Linked DNA regions of Zea mays: region 1 is linked to region 2. The links are chromatin contacts, called in public Hi-C maps. All regions are on one chromosome and are shown on one strand. The core of a region is the stretch at or near the end of the contact, and the rest is flanking DNA. Distances in the headings are between cores, read along the strand shown. Region 1 holds the start of LOC103649684 (NADH-cytochrome b5 reductase-like protein). Region 2 has its middle 19 kb from the start of LOC100382270.

The links. A called contact is a pair of places that touch in the nucleus more often than the background predicts.
Region 1: a Hi-C map of endosperm shows a contact between it and region 2, with 4 times the contacts expected there. The contact joins the promoter of LOC103649684 here to the enhancer-like site in region 2. A contact is called at or near these places in 3 of 25 Hi-C or Micro-C datasets (bundle sheath, endosperm and tassel).

What each region holds. Positions count from the first base shown.
Region 1 is chr3:11,532,886-11,537,171 of Zm-B73-REFERENCE-NAM-5.0, forward strand. LOC103649684 (NADH-cytochrome b5 reductase-like protein) reads left to right here and starts at 1,875. Exons shown (of 13, transcript NM_001319756.1): 1 at 1,875-2,059; 2 at 2,208-2,247; 3 at 2,808-2,883; 4 at 3,141-3,200; 5 at 3,623-3,673; 6 at 3,895-3,949; 7 at 4,129-4,199; 8 at 4,280-4,286. The coding sequence starts at 1,937.
Region 2 is chr3:11,230,664-11,235,264 of Zm-B73-REFERENCE-NAM-5.0, forward strand. No RefSeq gene overlaps it. Among protein-coding and RNA genes, the nearest start is that of LOC100382270, 19 kb to the left of the region's middle. Within about 2 kb of position 2,263, at least 16 of the 20 cell types and tissues checked have an H3K27ac peak or open chromatin away from gene starts, as enhancers often do. A contact at or near this core is called in endosperm and tassel, where this site is marked.

The DNA of each region.
Region 1 (4,286 bases), core at 625-3,124, 300 kb after region 2:
TTTGTTTTGAACCCTTTCTTTTAACTTTGTATTGGTTTGTTGTGAACCTTTGGCACCTGTAGAACATATATTCTAGAGTAAACTAGTTAGTCCAATTGTTTGTGTTGGGCAATTCAACCACCAAAATCATATAGGAAAACCTTTGACCCTATTTCCCTTTCACATTTCAATTTCAAACATAACCTTTAATATTTTGTTAGGAGGGTTGGGGAGAAACTTTAGAGGTTTAGAGTTTAGGGGCTGTTTGGTTCGCTGACTAACTTGTCACACCTTGACTAACTTCTCTATCTAAGGTTAGTTCTTTAATTTAAATGACTAAACTTAGGGGTGGGCACTTTTTTACCATAAACCAAAGACCGAACCGAACCGTACCGAAATTTCGGTCTTTTCGGTAGTTCGGTTTGGTTTCGGTTTTTGTATCTCAGAAGTTCGGTTTTCGGTATCGTAATCGGTTTTCACCGTATACCGAACCGAAATACCAAAAAAACCGAATACCAAACTTTATCAATTCTAAAATTTGACTATTCGATTATGTGAACTAAATGTGTGAAGCAATTAAATTGTTATTCACTTATTTATATGTGATGTATGATGTATCTCTAAATATTTGTACCTATATAATTTTTACTTTTTAAAATTATGTGTAATCTATCATATAAACTTATTATATGTGTTGTCTTGAGTATAAGTTTGGTATTCGGTTTTTACCGAAAAACCGAAGTAAAAAACCGAAACCGAACTTCTCGATTTTTCATTTTCTAGAAAACCGATCGGTTTCTAATGTCTAGAAAACCGAAGTTTTTAAAACCGAAAAACCAAACCGAAGTTTAAAAAAACCGAATGCCCATCCCTAACTAAACTTAGGAAAAGTGCAGCGTGTTAGCCACAACCAAGCAGTCCCTTAGACTTACTTCAACGCTTCTCTCTACTGCTTCCCCCTCGCTACTTCAGCAGCTACAGTTGAACGCTAAATGCCACAGCGGTTCTCTCTACGAGCCCCCCTACCCGGTAGCATTCTTCTCTCTCCCTCTAGATGCAGAGGAACGCTATCCCGCGGTGGCCGGTCACTTCTCCTCCACGCTCGCGCGCGATATCGTCCGAAAGCTACCGGTGCGGATACGGTTGGGTTGGAAATGTATATAATATTGGTGTGGTAGGGTATAGAGGTTTGATATAGGGGGAACCGCTGTAGAGCGTGGAGATATAGGGGGAAAGAGAACGCTGACGTGACACATGAGTGAGATATAGGGGGAGAAATTTAGGGGGAACCGCTGAACACAGTCTTAGGCTGGTGCCAATGCAGGCTATAGTGAGGGCGATAGCGCCCAGCAGGAGGCGAGAGCGGGGCTGGAGGCGGGCGAGAGCGACCCGGCGGGCGCTACTGCTACCGCCCAGCGATAGGCAGGCGAGAGTGAGGCGACGCGTTGGCGATGGCGTCTTCGCGGGCGAGAGCGAGGGGCGACAGTGAGTGGTGGCTTCTGATTGGTCCACGTGTGCTATAGCCTGAGGCTGTAGCCTGCTGCAGCCTGTACACTGGAGCAGCAGGGGCGAGAGTGGAGGCGAGAGCTGACGTGGCAGGAGCGAGAGAGAGGCTGTGCACTGGACTCAGCTTTAGTGTGCACGCATCAAGCCCATTTGACTGTGCACGAGTCTCAAACCGATTTGACAGGTTTCCAAGGATCTGCATACGTTGCTATTGGCGTTTCCATCCCTACCATTTGTTCAAAATTACTCTACAGTGTAGCTGGCGCAGGTTGCAGGGTGACCGAAATGTTCTCCCAACTCCCAAGTGTGGTCCTGACTTCGGCCATCTGTAAAACCTCCATCAAAGCGGACACTAGTGTGGGGAAAAAACCCCTGCTGGGCCGTCCGCTCCCGTTCCCATCAGATCGGATCGATCACTCGACGAGACATCTCGCCTCCTCCGCCAATCGGCATGGCGGCGCTGCTGCTCCGTAGACTCGCCGGAACCCACCGCGGCCGCGTCCCGCTGGGGGCCGCCGCCGCCGCCGCCTGCGGTGGAGCGACGCTCTTCTACGCGTCGTCTTCCCCCACCGTTGTACGAAATTGAGAACTGCCTGCTGTCCTCTCCCCAACCCCATTTCATTTCTCGGGTTCTGTTTCTTCTGTCCCTAGCTACTGCTGATTTCTGAATGTGAGGTGATGCGTTTTTTTTTTGCTTGGCTCACGGTGCCGGATGATTGCAGGCGCACTTGGAGGAGACGGGCAAAGCCGCTGAGCAAGTTGGTGAGCTGCAACCCCTTTCTCTCCGAATTTGATCGGATCTAGGTTTCGTCGATGTGAGGATCGATCGTATTTATGTGTGTATGCCTATGAAACCTTCTTTCTTTGTTGCGTGGTTAGAGCTGATAATGATGTTTGCCGCTGGATTCCACCTTCACATTGTTTGGAATATGGAACACATCAGTTTTAGAGGAATTTCGCTATTCGAGGGTGACGTCTGCTGTTATGAACGATAGTCCATGGTCACATGTGTTGCTGGAGGCATACCACAGTCTAGAGTTTACATTCGTTGACGAGTTCAAGCATTCTAATATTCATGTTGCTGCACAGTGAATTTGTTGCACCCTACATATCGTTTTAAGGGGTGCTGTTCTATGAATAACTTTACATGGATAGGGTTAAACTCTGTTTTTTTTTCTTTCTTTTATCATTTATAAATCAGCTCTAAGGATACAAAATTTAGATAGTCTCAGCATACTGATGAACTTTTCTTACTTATGCTTACATTATATGGTCATTTGTGTTTTTACTTGTTATTGATGGAGCATTGTCTTGTTGTTCAGCACTTAACCCTGATAAGTGGCTAGAGTTCAAGCTCCAAGAGAAGGCAACAGTCAGTCACAACTCACAGTTATTCAGGTAGCTATTGAAGAAATTCTTCCTTAATTTCATGACTCCATGAATACTTCTTTATCTCATTTCACGGAATATGTGGCTATGCTTTTACTGTGTGGTGTATCTTAATCTCGTGCAATGCATTGTAATTGTATAAGTGCTGAATTTTGTTTTCACCAAGATTTTCATATGTACCATGCTAATGTCTTCTCCCTTTGTTTAAGTTTTATAAAGTTTATCTGCTTCATTGTGAGGCTTATGCAAGTTATTTTATCTTGTAGGTTTTCATTTGATCCATCAACTAAACTGGGACTTGATGTTGCCTCGTGCCTCATCACAAGGTATATTCTTCAACTGCAGATTGCCGTGTCTTTTTAAGGGGAGGCTCCTGTCATGGTCAATGCAAGGTGTTATGTTTTAACTGGGAGGAATTTTTGTGTTGAATTTGATTAAAATCGTGCTTATATATATTTATTCTTCTTCCAAATTCTATGTACATGTATGTTTCCTATTATCCTATTTGAAACCATTGTTCTAACGAATAACAGTTTCTGTGCAAAGCAAAATGGTTGTTTGTGTTTCTCAAATAAAAAACCTGATGTTTTCTGCTGTCTGTTCATGTTCAGGTGAATCCTTTTAGCAATTTGGTAGTCTTATCTATAGAGTAGAGAGTCTGGATTGGTTTGTAGACTATTTGCACACATTTAGCAGCTGGTATGCTTCCTATCCTGTGTGTTGACCTCCTAAAGTGAACTCATTGCAGGGCACCTATAGGCGAGGAAGCTGAGGGAAGAAGGAAATATGTTATTCGCCCGTAAGTTCTATGCTAGATAAATCAAATGCATAATGTAGTCCAGTATAGAATTAGCCTGCCTTAAGTGTCATCTACCTGAATGCCCTTTTGGAACTTAAGTTACTTGATGTAAAAGCATTAGCAAAAATAAGAAAGAAGCATAAATGGAAGCTGATCTCTAGCATAGCAATATGTTTTTCTCTGATCATATTGAAATTACTAATTTATCATGTTTCCTTCAGGTACACACCTATCTCTGATCCAGACTCTAAAGGATATTTTGACCTACTGATCAAGGTATGCTAAAAAGTCACTCTATAAATTCCAGAGCCTTGTAACTGTCTTATAAATAACTAGAGTCCAATTTAAGTTGATCATGGAAATGGAATCAGAATTAATAGAATAGTGGTCTGCTTTGAATTCTGTTTGTGTGCATAATGTGTGTTTTTCCTTTTTGCCAACTGTACGCTGTACAGGTTTACCCTGATGGAAAAATGAGTCAGTATTTTGCAAGTTTGAAGCCAGGAGATGTTGTTGAAGTCAAAGGGTATTATGACATGAAAATTTTATTGGGTTTTTATACATGCTGCTGCCTTTTGTCACTCAAGCTTTTTATGATTTTGCTAGGCCCATT
Region 2 (4,601 bases), core at 1,013-3,512:
ATACTGTAGCTACCCAAATGTATTGATGAGTGAAGGACAGAGCGAGGGACACAGGCTAGAGGCACGCTGATCCTGGATACTGTCAAGTTACTATCATACGAGAGATTTATAATGCTTGCAGGTATATTGCCATAGTGTTGAGATCGTCTTGTACATGTACTCATGCTGTAGGGGTTGATACGTACTTTCATAGTGGCAGGACCTATGACCTAAGATCACACCATGGGTACAACGTAGTTGATAAACGGTGTAGCTGCTTGCACTTTATAATGCTTGCAGGTATGTTGGCAAATTCAGGCGTGACTACAAGGACAATGGCACGCACTGTACAATGATCCCAGGTACCCTTGCTATCCATTGTTGTGCCTACAGGGACAATGTACAGTGGTCATGGGTACACCTGCTACCTCCGTTACGGCAACAGTGCACCTCTTTGAGCATAATGTCTCATGTCACATTTAATATGATGGAGGAAGCCTTATCTTAACAGCTCAGCACCCGGTGGTTGTCCTAGGTAGGGGTATACATGGCACCAGGGTTATACCGCTAGGGTCGTCTTGCCCTAAGGGCTTCGATTACCAAGTTGTGGATGTAGCCTACAGGGGTCCTTACACTTGGCAGAACAGTGAATTTGATTTCCGACCAGTAGAGCCCTGAACGCCAAGAGAGTCCTAAAGGCCAAGAGGTTCTTGGATCTGGTCTTTCGACATGGGGGCACCAGACTTAGCTAGAGCCGCCGGGCATGATCCCTAGAGTACGAGATCTCTGGGACACGGGGCTCGTATCAACGCCCCCCCCCCCCCCCCCCCACCTTCAGGTTTCTTGTACTGATGTAATCTTCAGAAGGCATTTGAACAATATGCGGAGATATGATTTTTCCTAGATGCTAACAACAATTATTCTTAATCGTGCAGGATCCAAGAACTTAGGGCTTCCCGTCCTCTAATCTACTAGTTCAATATCGTGTGTCATAGTTATTTGCCTTGAGCTCTTCTACATGTCACTCATTGCCTTGTATTTTAGGAGATTTTTCCATTACCATGTGAGTCAATGGTATGCCAAATAAGTTAATCAAATATTCAAATACGCATGACTTGAATGCTCTGCCTTCTGCAACCATGCGTAATTAATTTAAGAATTACATAAACTGAATTCATTTGCATAATTTCAGGAATAACAGATGGTAACCACATGGACAGCAGCCAAGCATCATAGAACTATTCTGCATTGTGTGCCATGATATTAAAAATGGTAGATTCCATACATATAAGAATCTTAGACATAATTATCAGCTCCATTCATTCAACTAATGAGGATTCTAACAGAGTGAACTGTTTCATGCTTAAGCCAAATCAACTAAATGGATTTTCTGTTTCCATTGCATGCCACACACAATGTTTCAGTTTGTTAATCCTATTGAGCAAGATTAGGGAGCAAACACAGGCCCCGCATGTTTGCGATTCGACTCCTTTTGTCAGTGCATCTGTTTGCAAACAGTTAGGAGCCTGTAGTTTTGCCGATAAAGGCAGCATATTACTATGTCCAAGACAAGAGAAACCCGGAGGAGACTATCAATGCTGAATAAATAACTGGACCCTGGAGGCAATACAGTAGTTTCGGAAATGGATTAGTGTAACCATACCCTTCTAAGACTACTACTTAAAAACGTGCAATATTATTTACTACTCCCGAAAATCTAATAGTAATAAACTAAGCAGCTGCTTGAAAAAAACAACTAATCGTAAAAATGAGGACCTCAGCTGAGGCCACCAGATTAAAAAACCAAAAAAATGCATGGACGCAAACACCACGTAACTGGTAAGTGGTATGTACTATGTAGCATTCGATTTCTCCGCGTGATCAGGAAAACCGAGAACAGCAATGCCTGCCTTGGCATAAGGCCGAAAGCGTGATGCCCGTAGATCCTACTGTGCACCCTTCGATCGGGGCACAATCGGCTCGGTTCGGCGCAAAATTGAGCCTAACTTTCGCAGAGACCGGTAACCCCACACCCCTTTATCTCGGCGGCCGCACCTGGCGCCGCTGCAGGGCACAGCAAGGAGGAAGATACAGCCGCCCTAGGGAGGGGGCGAGCCCGCCATATGACGAGGGCAGGAATCTGGCAATATCCAAGCAGGTAGAGACAAGGCGCAGGCGGGAATGGGAAGCGAACAAAAATCCAGGCAGGGAAGGGGGGCGATCATGTACCAGCGCCTCCTAGGATCGTGGATCTTGTCGCGGCCCGCTTGCCCTTGTCATCATCATTCATCTGCCTCCCGCCCCGCGTCGCGTGGCGTACACTCCGTACGCGCCGCTCACGCGATCCCTCTCACTCCCAATCATTCGCGGCGGCGTCGTGTTTCGCGGTGTCGCCATCGCCTGTTTTTTTAACCTCGGTTTGGGCCTTTGGGAGCGGAACTTGAATGGAGGATTGGAGGCTGGGTGCAGCCACAGTGCATGACACCTGTGGATCGCTGCCGCCGCGGGGTCGGCCGGTAGGACGAGAGCGTTTTGGAAGGCCGCTTGGTTTTGGTGCAACTGCCAAACGTTTATACTGTTATCTACGTGAGCTCCCATAAAATGACTCTGAAAGTTAGTTTTAAGAGTTATCTAAAAAATTAGTTGATAAATTTTAATCATTTCTCTAATAGATCCATTAAAACGACAGATTCTAGGGAGCTTAAAAAATCTTTTATTTGTAGCTATAAGTTGTTTTAAGGTCTAGAAAAAATTGATAGCATTTTAGGAGAACTGTTGGAGACACGTTTTTATATTTTTCTAAAAAAACTTGATTTAGGAGAGACTTATGATAAACGGACGTTATCTCTATTTTAGTTCTTTGGCAGTAGAAATCAGGGTATGATTGATTTTCTCTATTTTACTCTCTGTGATAGCAATTTTAAAACTAAAAAGTACGAGTGGCCTTTTAGGCTGTTTGTGACCTTCCTTAAATATAGGAATTCCTTACGTAGAAGCCCATGTAAATTAAAGCTCAGAAAAGCAGCCCAGATAAGTTGATCACTATGTATGCCGGGCTGTGTTAAGGCCCGTGTCCCGAAATCTCCAACCCAACTCATAACGTCATGGGCTTACCGCATAACGCCGGTCTTGATTCTTAAATAAATACTCAATCGGCTCATCTAGAGCAAAGTGAACTTCGCACTTTTGGCATTTCTCTCTCTCTCTCTCTCTTCTCTTTCATGTCTCTTCTCCATTTATATTCCTATAAAACACCAATTTTCCTGGTTTGCACCATCATATCTTTTTGCAAAAAAATCATTATACTCCTTTCTAATCTAACTCGTGGTCCAAATATTTTTATCTCTTTAAAAAAAATCTTTATACTTCTTTCTAGTCTAACTCGTGGTTCCACAGTCATCGTGTGTTACCCTTCCCCTTTCCGCTTTATAAAAAAAATAAGTTTACATTGGTGGTTGGCTTCACATTCACATCTAGCTAATCAATAGTTTACACATATTTTTTTGTTTAATTAAAAAAATTCTACTCATGTGATATATAAAAACCGTGGCAACGCACGAATATATGACTAGTGCTCCTTTAAAGCACGAGTCAAACATGGAACATGTTGGTACCTCGTAACTAGGGTATCCACTTCAACTGTGTCAAGGCGGATACCTGCATGGTTAGGTCTAACCGCGTACTAAGAAACTGAGCAGCCGGACCTATAGGACCGGACCCGTCTAACAGGACCGCTGGCCTCGGAACCCACTCCCTGCTCAGGTACAGCTCTGGTGCCACGTGTCCCACAAGAGAAGATGCTCAGCGACTACTCCCATGGGTCTGGACCCCCACGAGTGGGCCCGAACCCTTATGCGTGCCACCCAGACCCCCATGTGTGGGTCCTGGTCCTCCACGTAAGCCGTCCAAGCCCCATGGGTGGGTCCTTGACCTCCTCGTATGTCGTCCGGACCCCCATGATGGCTCCTAGACCTCCACGTGTACCGTACGAACCCTCATGGCGAGTCCTTGACCTCCACGTGTGTCGTTCGAACCCCCATAGGTGGGTCCCGGACCTCCTGTCTTACATCCAGACCCCGACAGGCATGACCCAAGTCTTCAGGCCAGCATGTGCCCTTGGTCCCCACTCTCCGCTCGGATAGGAGTCCAGTGTCGACACATGGCTCATGGCCGCGTGGCAGAAGCCTTCGGACAGAAGCAAGCTCACCGCCCGCATTCAATGCGAGCAATTAAGGTGTGCCCTATTGCGCACGGGGCAAGGGAAAGCTTTTGTCTGGCTGCGCAGACCCAAATGACTGGGTCGAGCATTACCGAGGCAGACCCAAATGACTGGGTCGAGCATTACCGAGTTGTTAACCAGGACCTTGAGTTGGAGATTCTATAGAACAATGTGACTGACCAAAGAGTTGTTATCCTCAATTACTTGAGGAATCCAACTCGGGGCGGGGGGGGGGGGCAAGCAAGTGGTAAGGTAGAAAGCCTTAAGACATGTGCTCATTGGGGATGAAATCATACCCTTGAAGGTATGAAAATCACCTAAATGGGGATGAATAGGCAAAACCTGTAATTTACAACTTAAAACAAAAACTCAAACTCTGGTTAGGTGTTAGAACAAGAATTGA